Regions from separate parts of the Mus musculus genome. Here regions 1, 2, 3 and 5 are each linked to region 4. The links are chromatin contacts, called in public Hi-C, HiChIP or PLAC-seq and promoter capture Hi-C maps. All regions are on one chromosome and are shown on one strand. The core of a region is the stretch at or near the end of the contact, and the rest is flanking DNA. Distances in the headings are between cores, read along the strand shown. Region 1 holds the start of Ampd3 (adenosine monophosphate deaminase 3). Region 2 has its middle 17 kb from the start of Gm28863. Region 3 holds the start of Rnf141 (ring finger protein 141). Region 4 holds the start of Tmem41b (transmembrane protein 41B). Region 5 holds the start of Adm (adrenomedullin).

Evidence for each region. Promoter capture Hi-C pulls out the DNA fragments that hold promoters and counts their contacts. Hi-C and Micro-C count contacts between places; a contact is called where the count stands out from the background. HiChIP or PLAC-seq counts read pairs in DNA pulled down with a chosen protein or histone mark.
Region 1: a contact with region 4 is called in a promoter capture Hi-C map of hippocampal neurons, with 3 times the contacts expected there. The contact joins the promoter of Ampd3 here to the promoter of Tmem41b in region 4. A contact is called at or near these places in 2 of 39 promoter capture datasets (hippocampal neurons and pre-B cells), 1 of 115 datasets of contacts at active chromatin or transcription factors (bone marrow-derived macrophages) and 1 of 9 other capture datasets (adipose tissue).
Region 2: a contact with region 4 is called in an H3K27ac HiChIP or PLAC-seq map of extraembryonic endoderm stem cells, with 3 times the contacts expected there. The contact joins the enhancer-like site here to the promoter of Tmem41b in region 4. A contact is called at or near these places in 1 of 39 promoter capture datasets (the SN4741 cell line), 3 of 484 Hi-C or Micro-C datasets (the Ba/F3 cell line, the HPC-7 cell line and the N1E-115 cell line) and 3 of 115 datasets of contacts at active chromatin or transcription factors (T-cell acute lymphoblastic leukemia, embryonic stem cells and extraembryonic endoderm stem cells).
Region 3: a contact with region 4 is called in a promoter capture Hi-C map of pre-B cells, with 5 times the contacts expected there. The contact joins the promoter of Rnf141 here to the promoter of Tmem41b in region 4. A contact is called at or near these places in 4 of 39 promoter capture datasets (hippocampal neurons, liver and pre-B cells), 2 of 484 Hi-C or Micro-C datasets (B cells and CD4 T cells), 2 of 115 datasets of contacts at active chromatin or transcription factors (large pre-B cells and memory CD8 T cells) and 1 of 9 other capture datasets (liver).
Region 5: a Hi-C map of B cells shows a contact between it and region 4, with 18 read pairs. The contact joins the promoter of Adm here to the promoter of Tmem41b in region 4. A contact is called at or near these places in 15 of 39 promoter capture datasets (the 3T3-L1 cell line, 3T3-L1-derived adipocytes, the C10 cell line and 9 more), 5 of 484 Hi-C or Micro-C datasets (B cells, the Ba/F3 cell line, the HPC-7 cell line and 2 more), 9 of 115 datasets of contacts at active chromatin or transcription factors (T-cell acute lymphoblastic leukemia, astrocytes, embryonic stem cells and 5 more) and 2 of 9 other capture datasets (liver and macrophages).

The regions. Positions count from the first base shown.
Region 1 is chr7:110,766,807-110,769,506 of GRCm38.p6, reverse strand. It overlaps Ampd3 (adenosine monophosphate deaminase 3), which reads right to left and starts at 1,301. Exons shown (of 15, transcript NM_001276301.1): 1 at 1,128-1,301. It also overlaps B430319F04Rik.
Region 2 is chr7:110,646,720-110,649,419 of GRCm38.p6, reverse strand. No RefSeq gene overlaps it. Among named protein-coding and RNA genes, the nearest start is that of Gm28863, 17 kb to the right of the region's middle. Within about 2 kb of position 1,284, at least 77 of the 459 cell types and tissues checked have an H3K27ac peak or open chromatin away from gene starts, as enhancers often do. A contact at or near this core is called in extraembryonic endoderm stem cells, where this site is marked.
Region 3 is chr7:110,842,966-110,845,665 of GRCm38.p6, reverse strand. It overlaps Rnf141 (ring finger protein 141), which reads left to right and starts at 1,285. Exons shown (of 6, transcript NM_025999.3): 1 at 1,285-1,327.
Region 4 is chr7:109,984,927-109,987,626 of GRCm38.p6, reverse strand. Tmem41b (transmembrane protein 41B) reads left to right here and starts at 1,397. Exons shown (of 7, transcript NM_153525.5): 1 at 1,397-1,665. The coding sequence starts at 1,545.
Region 5 is chr7:110,626,398-110,629,097 of GRCm38.p6, reverse strand. Adm (adrenomedullin) reads right to left here and starts at 1,441. Exons shown (of 4, transcript NM_009627.2): 1 at 1,277-1,441; 2 at 722-841; 3 at 424-573; 4 at 1-236. The coding sequence starts at 819. Gm28863 (a long non-coding RNA gene) reads left to right here. Exons shown (of 3, transcript XR_003946665.1): 2 at 683-2,363; 3 at 2,600-2,700.

The sequences.
Region 1 (2,700 bases), core at 52-2,551, 780 kb before region 4:
AGTAACTTTGCTTATTTCTCACCAGCCACATGCAGTTTGGGGACACTCCCGTTAGAAAACATCTACTAAGGGGCCTCTCAAACTTGCATCACAGGCCTCTGCCAGCCTAGACCAGCCATTAGCAGATCTGCTCTTAAAGCAGCTGCAGGAAGTTCAAGGGCGGAACCAACCTACTACAGCACAAGGGTGTACTCCCAGTGACTTGCCCAGTGACAGGAGGTAAGAAAGGGGTCCTCAAACGGACTCATCATCTGGTCCATACCTCTGCCTCCACCTAGAAGTTCACCCCAGCCCAACACACCCAGTGAGGCTCAGGCACCTAGAAACTTGTCCAGGAGCTCAAAAGCTAGCATGCCCGGTTCCTTTAATTTCCCTAAATCTTGAGATTTTTCTCTAAGCCAGGAACCAGAGGTGCTGCAGGCTCACCAGAGGCCAGGACCCAGGCCACCGCTGGGTAGGGACGGGGAACAGGCTCTGGAGGTGGGAGCTGCGGAGGTTCTGGTCTCTGAGCACAGAGGGGACTGGGCACAGAGCGCCGGCCCAAGGTCAGCGGCGCAGCATCGCGCGCACTCACCGGATTCGGAGGGCAGGGCCATGGGGGCCGGCTGCCGGGCTGGAGCGCAGGTGCCGCGCCGGGCAGGGCGCACAGGGCAGCGGCAGCAGCGCACTGACGCCTGCGCGGCCCGGTACGTGGAGCTGGACCCGACCAGGCCGCGCTTGCAGCCCGTGCCCGCCCCGCAGGAGCCCGCGACTGGTGGGGACCAGGCTGAGCGCTGTGCGGCAGGGCCCGGTGGCGGGGCAGAGAGCCTGTGCAGCGGGATCGCGCACTACCTGGAGGACCCGAAGCTACCCGAGGCGCTGGGCCGCGCTGCCAGCAGGAAACCTAAGCACCCGGGCGCGGCAGCCTCCCTGTCCTCGGCCGGAAGCGAGTCCGGCTCCACCCGGGCTCCGTGGGGCCGCGACACTGTCCCGGGTCAGATGCCAGCAGGGATACCCGCTCTGAGCCTCCCTACCACCAATCTAGCTGCTGCGCCTCGAGGTGTTTGCCCACCTCCTCCTCCCCTCCCAACCAGGACTTTCCCCAAAAAACGAGATTCTAGAGGCATGGTTCCCTCCACGACACTTACTCTTGGTAGCTAAACCGACCAGCAAGCGTTGGTTTTCTCCAGGTGTTGGACCGGTCCCTTGAATCACCTTCCCGCCCCTCCCAACACACACGGGCGCGCGCGTGTACACACACACACACACACACACACACACACACACACACACACACACACACACACACACACACACTTCCTTGCTTCCCAGCCTTCTGCGGTCTAGTTTCTATGCCAGCCCCTCAAAGTCCGGAATGACCTCTGAGTTGCCAAGGCCAGCGGGAGCTTTCTGTGCACCCTTGCTCACCTCTTCCCAGCACTGCAGCCTGCTGACCACGCCTTCCTTCCTGGAACACAGCTCCCAAAGTTAGCACTGGGTGTCTGCCGCCGCTGGCTTCCACAGACTTCCACAGAGTGACCGGTTTCTTAGCCTCCATGGCCTGGTTTTCCATTATGCTGCTCCTGCTCCGAGGAGTCTCGGGATGCCAGCTCCCTGGATCATTTCTGGAGCTAACTCAGAGAATCCAGGCCCATCCAGGTGGTTTTAATGGCCTCCTGCCTGCTGATAAGCTAGTAAACTCTTAGGCCCAGAATACTCTAGAGCGGCAGGTGCATCTCAACCAGAGATTCCTAGGCCCAACTCCTAATTGCCTGCTGGTGGTTTTAGTCTTGACCAGTGACCTCACCCAAGCACCCCCACTTTAAGCCACACTGGGGAGCCACCTTTTGACTTGTGCCTCTTTCACAGAGTTACTGCTACTGTGAGTTTTCATTCACTTCACAGCTGTCTCATTTAAGCACCAAATTTTATTCTTTCTACTTCATAGCCTGATGCTTGCAATCTACATATTTATCAATGATACTCACATGACTGCTAATATACATTACATAGCACACTTAAAATGTTAAAGATGTGATAAAAATGAAGCAATAATTTAAAAATACGACAGGATCTCACTATGCAGCCCTGGCTCACCTGGATTTTGCTATATGGACCCTCCTTCTGCCTCCAGACTGCTGGGATTAAAGGCACATACCATCAACCCAGAAAATTATTTTCCTTTTAATGAATAGTATGCTGCATCTTTTTCTTCTTGCTTTAAAGTTGCCCATGATCGGCTTGGTGAAAGAACCGTGATTAAACTAGTTTGCTAGGCCAGGCTTGGTGGTCCATGCCTTTGATCCCAGCACTCAAGCAGCATACAGCTATCTTTGAGTTTGAGACCGGCCTGGTCTACAAAGCAAGTCCAGGACAGCCAGGGCTCTGTTATACAAAGAAACCCTGTCTAACAGAAAAACAAACAAACAGAAACAGAAACAAAAAGCTAGCTAGTTTGCTGAACCTTAATTTTTTTTAGATTTATTTATGTGCATGAACCTTTTGTTCCCATATATGTCTGTGCATACCTGTGTATTTGGTGCATGAGGAAGTCAAAAGAGGGCATTGTCTCCCCTAGAACTGGAGTTATGAGTGTTATACGTCACCGAGTAGATTCTGGGAATGGAACTTGGATCTTCTGCAAGAACAAGTACTCTTGACTGCTGAGCCATCTCTCCAGGACTCTGGCTGTTGTTATTTGTTTCCTAAGAAGATAGATAC
Region 2 (2,700 bases), core at 35-2,534, 660 kb before region 4:
TCCATTGTGGTAAGGAAGTCGATGGTGTCACAGCACAGAACAGCTGGTCACATTGCATCTAAGTCAGGAAGCAGAGAGAGGAGTGCCATGGCCGGGTTCAGCGTTTTTCCTCCTTATTAGTCAGTCTGGACCTGAGCCCAAAGGATGGTGCTGCTCAAATGCAGAGTGGAAGGCACCAAGTCAACCCTCTACAAAGCTGGGGTTAACTTTGAATTCACATATCACACCGTATCCTACAGGGCTCAGTAAATGTCTCTATTGCCTACAACGTTATGCCCAGAACACTTCATTATAAGTCCGTTCTGGGTCCATTCAGTGGTATGGGATAGCCTGGGAATGTTGCCACAAAGTATAACATTGTTCCTCCTCAGGAATAGTCTTCCAGATTCCAAAGGACAGATTTGCAAACAGCCTTCTGGAGTGCAGCCCCGTGTACTGCTGGGAACTGCCTTTGTCCGACTTGTTTACTTGGGAAGAACTCCTCTGGACTTTGACCCCTGCAGCTGCCTGGAAGGAGGTAACCTGGCTTTAGCCAATCCAGGGTGCGGCCCGGCCAGGAGCAAAGTAAAGCTGGTAGCCACTGCTGCCTACTAAGACACCACATGGGCACTGCCACCACAGCTTGGGGTTGGGGGAGGGCAGACTGTTCAGAGGTCTGCAGCGCTGAGGAACCCACTTGAAGAGCACCAGTCTCCTCCCCACGCTTGCCGGTGATGGAAGAGAGACAAAGTTGACTCACTTGAAGAAGAGAGGCATCTACAGTTTTCAAGGACTACGGAGGAAAACCCTTCCTCTAAGCAGCTGCCCCGTCTCACTGCTGCTGAATTCCTCCCACAGGCAGCAATGGCTTTGAGTGTCAATGGCCGGCCCGAGCCACACTGGCCTTGAAGATTCCTAAGAGCTATTTTGAGTGATTTCACTGCTCGCGGTCCTGGCAAACTTATCCATTTTCAGACAATATTTAGATTCTGAGGTAAGTGTGAACTAGATAATGACCTTTCAAGCCATGGCACGATGTTCTGTTTAAAGCTTTCGTTTCTTCCTCAGAGCAACTACAAAGTCCTCTGACCCTTCAGCATGGCCTCCTGGAGATTTCCCTAAGGTTCTGCGCACACTCCTGTGCTGCGCGTGTGCGGAGGGTGGGGGTGGGGTCGTAATGACTGAGGGCAAAATCCTCACGTGTCTTGGGTCCTGAGGAACCAAATTGAACTTCTGAGATGCATAGTACCAAGGCATGGTCTGAGGCATTTCATGCTCTCTGGATGTTTTTAAGGCTGGCCTCAAAATACATGTGAGCATAGAGCAGCCGTCCCCCAGTGAGTGTAACTAGTAGTTGGCTGGCTATGGCTGAAACAATAGGCTATCTGCAACTTTACTTTTAGGTGACTCATCAGAAAAGCTATTTTAGACAGTCTGTAGCGAGTAAGATTACATTTGTTCTAAGAGAAACAGACCTAAGGGACAAAAGGCTAATTGCAAAAGTGCTCTTTTTCAGCTCAGAGAAGCCTTGCTGTATTTTCTTGACAGCATCTTAGTTACCAGACACAACAGAAGGCATAAAAGCTGGTATCAAAAACAATGGGAAACAATCATGCCCTGACACCACCCGGCACGCACACCACTTTGCTCATCAAAAGGCAAGCTTGTTGAAGAAGCAACGGCCTTGTCCACATGCTCATCATAGAGCCTACACATGCCCTTGTGTGGGAACCTTTGTCAGGCTGCGGCTATGGTGGCCTTGTGACCTGCCAATCGGTTGTCCAACCTTCTGATCATCTGGAGTTCTCTCAGCAGTTGCTATCCCCTCTCTCTCCACCAACTCAGGGTGAAGGAGCAGGTAGAACTTTCTGGCAGGAACTTGGAGCATAGGCTGAGTCTTCTGGGGTGAGCAAGAACACAGCAGATACAAGAGATGGTGGGTGGGCTCCCACAGATCTCCAAGCAATCCCAGGAAGCATTTAGCTTATTATTCACTAAACAGTTGTTCCCTGCCTGAAGATGAGAAGTGAAATGACCCAGGATCTTCTAGAACTAAGAGCTGTCATGAGTATCCCGAGAGGAAGGAAAAGCTGAAACCATTACCCCAGACCTGCAAGGGTTTTCCTGTCTTGGGTCCCCTCACTTTCCATTGCTGAGATCACATCAGCCCCCCAAGAGGAAATATTGCTTTAGTGGCTGGCCTCTTGCCATGGCTGAGCCAGGCTAGAACATTCCCAAAGCCTTTACACAACCCTAGAGAAGAACAACTGGACATAAACAAGAAAATGCATGAAACATAAACACAACACAAGCTTGTGAACCACAGTAACAGGGCAAGACACGGGTGGAAGGAATTTTGCGTGTTATGAGTTTTTGTGAATTTATCAAGAGCCATACTTACTCTAAAAGCAATGCATCTGTATTTTGAAGCCTCTATAGTGTACCTTTTGTCTCCTCGTCACACTCTAGTATGTATGCTTTGTATACCATGAGCTGTTCATCTGAGTAATTCTGAGAAGCCTTCCTCCTACTCCTTCCTCCCTTCCCCCACCCCCACCCCTACCTCCTCCAGGATTTCTGCAGATGAGTGCATAGGTGATCAGCTCAGTCATTCAATAAATGTGGGCCTAAGTAGGAGCTGTGGCGCAAGACATTGAGTAATGAGCCATCGTATACCTGGTCTTATCAGGCTCAGTCTGATAGGAGAAACTATCAAGGGTC
Region 3 (2,700 bases), core at 36-2,535, 860 kb before region 4:
CGCTAAGCAACCACTGATCTGATTTTGCCACTAAAGATTCCTGGGGGCGGGGGCTATTCTAGAAAATTTTTTTGGAAGGTCTATCTTCTTTCAGCCTAAGTATTTCAGGCTCATCCACATTGTTAAGTGTGTCAATCATGTATTCTTTATTATTGCTGAGTAATATTCCATTGTGTGACTTTATTTCAGTTGTTTTCCATTCACCTGTTGATATGTTGTCATAGGGTTTCTACTGCTGTGAAGAGACACCATGATCAGAGAAACTCGTATAAAGGAAAACAATTCATTGGGGCTGACTTAGAATTCCGTGGTTTAGTCCATAATAGTCATGGTGGGAAGCATGGCAGCACACAGGCAGACATGCTGGAGAGGTAGCTGAGAGTTCTACATCTGGATCAGCAGGCAGCAGGAAGAGAGAGTGACACTGGGTCTGACCTACGCATCTGAAAACTCAAAGCCCACCCCTAGTGACATATTTTCTCCAACAAAGCCTTATCTATTGCAGCAAGGCCACACTTCCTAATAGTGCCATTCCCTGTGGGCCTATGGGGACCATTTTCATTCAAACCACCACATCAGGTATCTGATGTTGGTGTACTAGTCTTCATGTGGATCTATTCTAGAAGCAGGATGACTGGACTATGTGGTTGGAATGTTTGTGCTTAGGTTTTAAAGAAATGGCCACAATCTCGTTCCACAATGATTGTATCATTTTACATCCCCAACAGACAATCTGAACAGATTTGTTCAGCATCTTTGTCAATATTTAATACAGTTCTTTTCATTTTAGCCACTGTGGTATTGTATTGATAATTCACTTCCCTTCTAATTTGCATAATGGTCTCAGACATCATTTCATGTGCTTATTTGCTATCCATAAATCTAAAAGGCTAGTCTAGTCTTTGGCCATTTAAAAAAATTGTGGGTTTTTTTGTTGTTGTTGTTGTTTTTTTTTTTTTTGGGGGGGGGAGGGGTAAGAATTGTGTATTCTAATTAGAAGTCCTTTGTTAAATATATTTTGCTTTTCCAAAGCCTGTGACTTGCCTCTTCATTTTTTTGTCCTTTTTTACAAAAGTATTTAATTTTATTGATTTCTATGTATGTGACTATTTTGCCTACAGGTGTGTGTCAGCAGCCTTGAGCTACAAAAACCTCCAAAGCCAACAGGGGGGGGTGGAGCTCCGTCTCCAGGCAACGCGCGAGGGCGTGGCCTTACGTCACTGAGGTGCGACTGGTTTGCGGGCCGCGCCGCTGCCGCCTAGCGGGTTTAGCTAAGCAGCAGCCGAGGCGGTGTCCCTGGTGCGAGGAGAGCGATGCCTTGAACTGGGTGAGCCTTGCAGCGCCGCCCCTTCGCTGTGTCCCTTCCCAGCCACTCCACGGTCCTGGAGTAGGGAGTGGAGGCCCGGGCAGCACCAGGGTGTGAAACCGGGCTTCAGAGGAGCTAGGGCCCCTTGTCAGGGCCTCGGCTGCGGGCTTTGGGCACCGATTCCTGGGCGGGTGGAGACTCTGGGTCCGCCTTCTCGGTGGCGGTGGAGACTCTGGGTCCGCCTTCGCGGTGGTGCTGAGGAGAGCTTTCAGAGATCAGCTCGAGCGGTTTTGAATCTTGGCGCTGGCGCACTGAGCAGTTTAGCTGTTGGTTAGCAGAGCAGGTGCGCCAAGGAGGGGCTGAGGGGCGGGTGCTGGGGCCAGGGCGGCAGGGTGGCCACAGGGCAAGGCTTCTGAGGGAGAGCCTGGGCCCGTGGTGTCGGCCAGCCCTCCTACTAAACCCGCCCCGGCAGTGCACCCGGGCCCTTGCTTGTCAAGCTAATTGCTACCTTTTGAGGACCGACATTAAAAAAAAAGTTTCCTTGCTAATCATAATTGTAGGGTAAGTTGCCTTCTGTGTGCAGTTTCATTACAAAACTGTGGGGTTACTGTTGTTGCAATTTGTCTCCAGCCTACCTTCATATTCTTCATATTCCGACCCAGCCCCATTTCCTGATGCCCAGCATTTCTTGTCCTTCTTCTGGAGTACATGTAGCTCCAGTAACACTCCCAGTTGCTTTTAATCCGTGCTTCTCAAACTAAGACCATCTTTTCCACACCCCCTTACCGTGCTTGCTATAGAATGAAATTCACCCTTTAGACTTTTACTTGGGCTTGAACTGTCACCCGACCAATGGTCCTGATAGTTGTCCTTGAAAAGTAATGCCTTCTGAATTCAGAGCCCTCAGGACTTGCGTGGATTTTGTTTTACCCCTTTTGTGCTGGCTGGTTTCGGTTTCTGTCTTAACATGATTGTGTTTTTCAAGACTATGTTATCTTTGTCATTTGGCGTAAGGGAACCATATATATAAGGGACATATAGGATAGATATTCTCTGAATATATCTAAATTCTTTTAACTAGAGGAAGTTGATTTCTCTTTCTAAAAAGGTAGAGAAGGTGCAAAGAGAATATTTTTCTTTCTAAGTCAGAGTGTACTTACTACTTGGTGTGTGCTTTGTCAGGCTGTCTATAATACTTGCCAATTTTCCAAGAATCCATGAAAGGATGAATGGATAATCTATAAGGAAAATTAACAACTGGTGCTATTAGAACTCCAGCACTTACTCAGTACTCTGTTTGTTTATAGGTTTTCAGGTTTTATTTTATTTTATTGAGATTTCTTTAGTTTTATTTCTCCTCCTTAATACCTTTGACCCCAGAACAGGCATTCTAG
Region 4 (2,700 bases), core at 148-2,647:
TGAAATCAGAGGACGCCAGGCTATGGTGGCGTACGCCTTTAATCCCAGAATTTGTGAGCCAGAGGCAGGGGAATTTCTGAGTTCAAGGTCAGCCTGACAGCCTGGTCTACAGAGCGAGTTGCAGGACAGCCAGGGCTACACAGAGAAACCCTGTCTCAAACCGCCCCCCCCCCCAAAAAAAAGTAATCAGAGGACAACTTCCAAGAGTTAGTTCTCACCTACTGCTATTAGGTCTCAGAGACCGAAATAAGCCTGTCAAGTTTAAGAGACAAATACTTCTACGCACTGAGCTGCCAATTCTCTAGATATCAGATTATTTCTTCTAAGTGTAATTACTGCTTAAGAACAATCCAATTCCCCACTCCCCCTTTTTGTCCAAATTTTAAAATACACTGCTAAGTTACTTTCACGAAGAAATTCCCCACTATTACCTTCGATACCTGCTTTTAAAAAAGATAACGAAAAAAATGTCAATTGGATAGGGGCATCGCTCAGCAACAGAATGGTGTGGTTTGTATGCCCAAGGTCTAAGATTATATCGACAGCAAGAACAAAACAAAACAGGGCTGGAGAGATGGCTCAGTGGTTAAGAGCACCGACTGCCCTTCCGAAGTCTTGAATTCAAATCCCAGCAACCACATGGTGGCTCACAAACATCCGTAATGAGATCTGATGCCCTCTTCTGGTCTGTCTGAAGACAGCTACAGTGTACTTAGATATAATAATAAATAAATCTTAAAAAAAAAAAAGAACAAGACAAAGCAAAATCCTAAAGAAGAGGTGACTCTAATATACTTACCAGTGAGAAGCTGGATATGAGGGGCAGAAGGAGAAAAACTGTCAAGAAGCTATGCCTTGGCTCAGGAAACGCCAAAATATAGCGAGTAAGGGTGAATTTACTTTGGACAGGTGAGTGAAAAACCTTGGACTCTAAACTAATTTCTGTCACTCTGTGATCTTCTTTGTTTCTAGGTCTCAATTTTGTGAGATTCAGGTACGTTTGTCTCATGTTTTAAATTTTACACGATTTTAAGAACAGGCTTCCAGCTTCCACAGCGCTTGTAACCCATTTGCTGCGGAACGAATGGAATCTCCAACACCAACTAGTCGCGCGCAGACACTTCCGGTTGGCGGAACAAAGAGTCTGAAGTACTCGAGCCTCACTTCCGTGTGACGAAAGCTACGCGGAGAAGTCGGACCTTAGGCCGCAGACCCATGACTTGCCAATGCGATATTGCTCATGCGCCCTACACCAGCGAGGTGGGCGGGGCCCCGGAGGGGGCGGGGTCGGCCCTGACTTGTCTCGCGGTTACTGGGCGTGCGGGAGCGCGCGAGGTTCGTGGGCGGTTCTGGGCGGGCCCTCACCTGATATCTCTGGAAGGCTCCGCCGAGTGTCAAGTTTTCGAGGTCGTCTCAGGTGAGGTGGTCGTGCCGGAAGTAGTTGTGCCTCGCGCCTGGGTGTTGAAAGAAAGCTGCGGGAGGAGCTTTAGTCATTCAAGGGGGCGCGGCACCAGTAGGAGCTCTTCGCGGCCCCCGCAGCAGCCATGGCGAAAGGCAGAGTGGCTGATCGATCGCCCACCGAAATGTTGCACTCGACCCCAGCCGGGGACCGGGCAGTGAGGACCCAGGGTTCCGCCGCGCCTGGCAGCAAAGATCATCTGAACGGTGAGTGGACCTGCGGGACGGGGCTGAGGCTGCCCTAAAGATTAGGACCCCGTGGTGCAGGTCGCAGGGAAAGAGGGACCTTTCAGCACCGAAGCATCTCAGCAAGAGAGTCCTGTACTTGGCGGGGAACCCAGCATGACAGAGGGCTAGACTCCTCCTAGTTAGTTTTTTCTCAATAGACTTTAGTCAAAGGAAGCGGTGACCCCGACTTGTGACACCAAATAGACCGGTTCGTTATCCAGGCCACCCAGACAGGTATTTGAGAGACTTGAGCTTTCGTTGTATTGTTTTACAGATGAACATACTGAGGACTATGCAGCTCCATGACTTGTGTAGAGTCACAGAGCCACACTAAGGTTGTGATTAAGAGCAAAGACTTGCCCTTCCAGGTGCCACTTGAAAGTGTCAGATTCTAGCCGGTGGTAGTTGTAGTTGCGCGTCCTTTTAATCCAGTTCTCCGGAGACAGACAAGTTCCAGGTTACACAGAGAAAACCCTGCCTCGAAAAAAACACAACATTTTCAGCTCTTGTGTTTCCATTTAACCTGGTTTGTAACTTAAAAAAAAAAAATTGTTTGATTTGTTTTCAAGCTAAGTAGCCCTGGTTGTATTGGAGGACCTTGCTCTGTAGATTAGACTGGCCTCTAAGGCAAAGAATGGCTTCCTTCAGCCTCCCAAGTACTTGGATCCAAGGCGTGCAGGCGTACACTACCGCCTTGTTTTTTTTTTTGTTTTTTTTGTTTTTTTTTTTTTTGGTCTTTCAAGACAGGGTTTCTCTGTATAGCCCTGGCTGTCCTGGAACTCACTCTGTAGATCAGGCTGGCCTCGAACTCAGAAATCGTCTGCCTCTGCCTCTCAAGTGCTGAGATTAAAGGCGTGTGCCACCACTGCACGGCCTTCGCCTTGTACTTTTTTTTTTTTTAATTTATTTATTACATGTAAGTACACAGTAGCTGTCTTCAGACACACCAGAAGAGGGTATCAGATCACGTTACAGATGCTTGTGAACCACCATGTGGTTGCTGGGATTTGAACT
Region 5 (2,700 bases), core at 192-2,691, 640 kb before region 4:
CCACAGTCCGGGACCGGAGGACCTCCAGCAGGGAACGCCGGCGCCGGCGGCCATAGCCTTGAGGGCTGATCTTGTTTCTGGGAGCCATGCCGTCCTTGTCTTTGTCTGTTAGCTGGTAGATCTGGTGGGCCAATTTCTGAAATGTGCAGGTCCCGAAGCGGCATCCATTGCTGCGGGAACCCTGGTTCATGCTCTGGCGGTAGCGTTTGACACGAATGTGGGCTTCGCTCTGATTGCTGTGAAGAAGGAAGGACACCTCATCAACCGGGGCTTTGGTCCCAACCACCTGGGACCGGAGCCATGCAGTACCCGAGGGACCTGGAACCCGTTCCCTCCGCCGGAGCCTCAGCTGCAGTGCAGCCAGGACAATCCCCAGGGTCAGAGTAGTGGAGAGGGCACATCCTCTGCAGAGAGCATAGTTACCTGGCTTGTAGGGGGCCAGTTGTGTTCTGCTCGTCCAGGAATGGATCAAGAGTCTGGGTAGGAACTGTCGTCTCATCAGCGAGTCCCGTAGGGTAGCTGCTGGATGCTTGTAGTTCCCTCTTCCCACGACTTAGCGCCCACTTATTCCACCTAGAAAACACAAGCAGATGCGTTTGGCCTAAGTTCAAGTGATGTCCCAGCCAGCTCCACTCCCTTTGTAACACCTCCAGACCATCTCTCAGTTTTCTCTCATTGCCAGGTATTCAAAGTGAAGAAAGAAAGCACGGCCCAAACTCACTTCTTTCGGAACTGCGAAGGAGTATCTGGCCCTGCAGTGTCCGCGCCTAGGAAAGCGAGTGAACCCAATAACATCAGGGTGATGGAAACCAGCTTCATTCTGTGGCGATGCTCTGATACCCTGGAAAGGAACAAGACACCGAGTGTGAGCAACCGGGCCAGCAGCACGATCCCGTCAGCACGCGAAGGGTGGCGGCAGGACGGGGAGCCGCTTGGCAGCGCTCTTCCTGGCTCAGCTGCTTATCTCCCCCACTGGCGCAGAGAAACACCGGAGATTTTTGCGCTGGCCGGGTGGGTGACAAGCAAGGCAAAGGAAGCCATTGAGAAGTGCCAGGCTTCCAGAGGTTTCCAACTAAAGTCCCAGGATCTCAGCCCAAGGAGGAGGGGGGATCTCAAGAGAGCTCCAGCTGTGCGCATGAGCTAGACCTGGGCAATGAGGTGTTCTCTACATTGGATACCCTAAAGTGGGTTGTTCCCCCTTGTCCAGCTCTGCAAGTTTTGGGGCTTTGGCAAAGCCGTCCCCCTCCCTAACATGCTGGAGGCCAGCGGTTCCTACCTGATAAAGGGGTGCGTTGTCAAGCACTTGAAGCAGAAAGAAGTCCTTCTGACAGTAGCAAAACCCCAAAGTCCAAGATTGACTGCGATGAGAAGCCGAGAAACCAGGAGCGGGAGCGGTAACGCTGGAGTTGCTCTGTCTAGTGTCACCAAGAAACCACTGACTAGTGAGCACCAGCTCCAGCGTCTTATAAGCGCTCAGGGGCGGACGGTGGGCGTGGTCAGATTTGCCCTGGAGTCCTCCCTCTCCAGCGTGCTTGCTTCTAAAACCAGACCTGCCCTGCAGCTTGCCTGTGGGTATGGGGGGTAGGGGTAAGAGGTCCCCTGTGGCTAGACATCTCAGAGATCCGCTCTGAGAGATTAGACTGGAGCAGGACTTCCCTTGCCCTAATTTCCCAGCATAGAGTTCAAACAGTGAGAAGGGAAGGGGAACCAGAACAACTCGGGTGGGGTGAATCCTTTGCCCATAATGTGTACAACCCAGAGTGCTGATCTGAGCTTCCTGGACAGTGCTGCAAGAACCGGGAGACGGGTGGGACACATGGATAACCAAAACCCCGGACTTGGGGAGCTGTGACCTCAAATGGACCGCGCCCCCTGCCGGCTTAGCACCTGACTGAGCCTCGACCCCCATCTGTGCCCGCAGGGTACACCTGGAAGGGAGAGGCTCAGTCTCCAGTGACTGGGACTGAGGGGTTTCTCGATAGACTAGCCAGTACGGATTTCGTAATAAGGGCAGAACTGGGAACAGCTGAATTGGAAATTGGGGTTTGGAGAGGGTAGTTATCTGAAAATTCAGAACTCACATTCCTATTTGGAAATACAGGAATAGCCAAAATTAGGAAGAGAGATAGTTTTGTTTTCTTCCTTGTGATACTATTATCCCTTATAAGGCTATGACCTGCGAGTTGACCTGACTGCCTTCATTCATCCATCATAAACGTGAGGATTGACTGACTGGGAGCACACTAATGCCTCACATATGTTAATCACTTTACAGTTGACAAATCCCAGCCAGATCCCAATCGCTTTTGATCTCTACACTCCCGAGCTGGTGTTCTCTTGAATTAAAGTGAAGTGCCGAAAGGGTAAGTCTATTGCCCAGTCACACTAAAGGTGGGAAGCTGTAGAGTCTGGACTCAAAAGACTGGGGCACAGCGGCTCGGTTTTCTGGCTGGGGTCACCATTCTCATCAGGTGGGGGGAGAATGCCGGCCCCCGCCTAGCCCAGAGATATGTGCTAATTCACGATGAATCAGTTCGAACACGTTTGCCACGGGCTGGTGCTCTTCACAGATCCGTGAGTTCACTTTCTTCCCTTCTAGGGCCAAACTGGGCGACAGGCGTAGCTCCGCATGCAGGTCTCCCGGAAGGTCCCGAAGCTAAAGACATGACCTACGACAGCTCCTAGCCCCCAGCCCTGGTG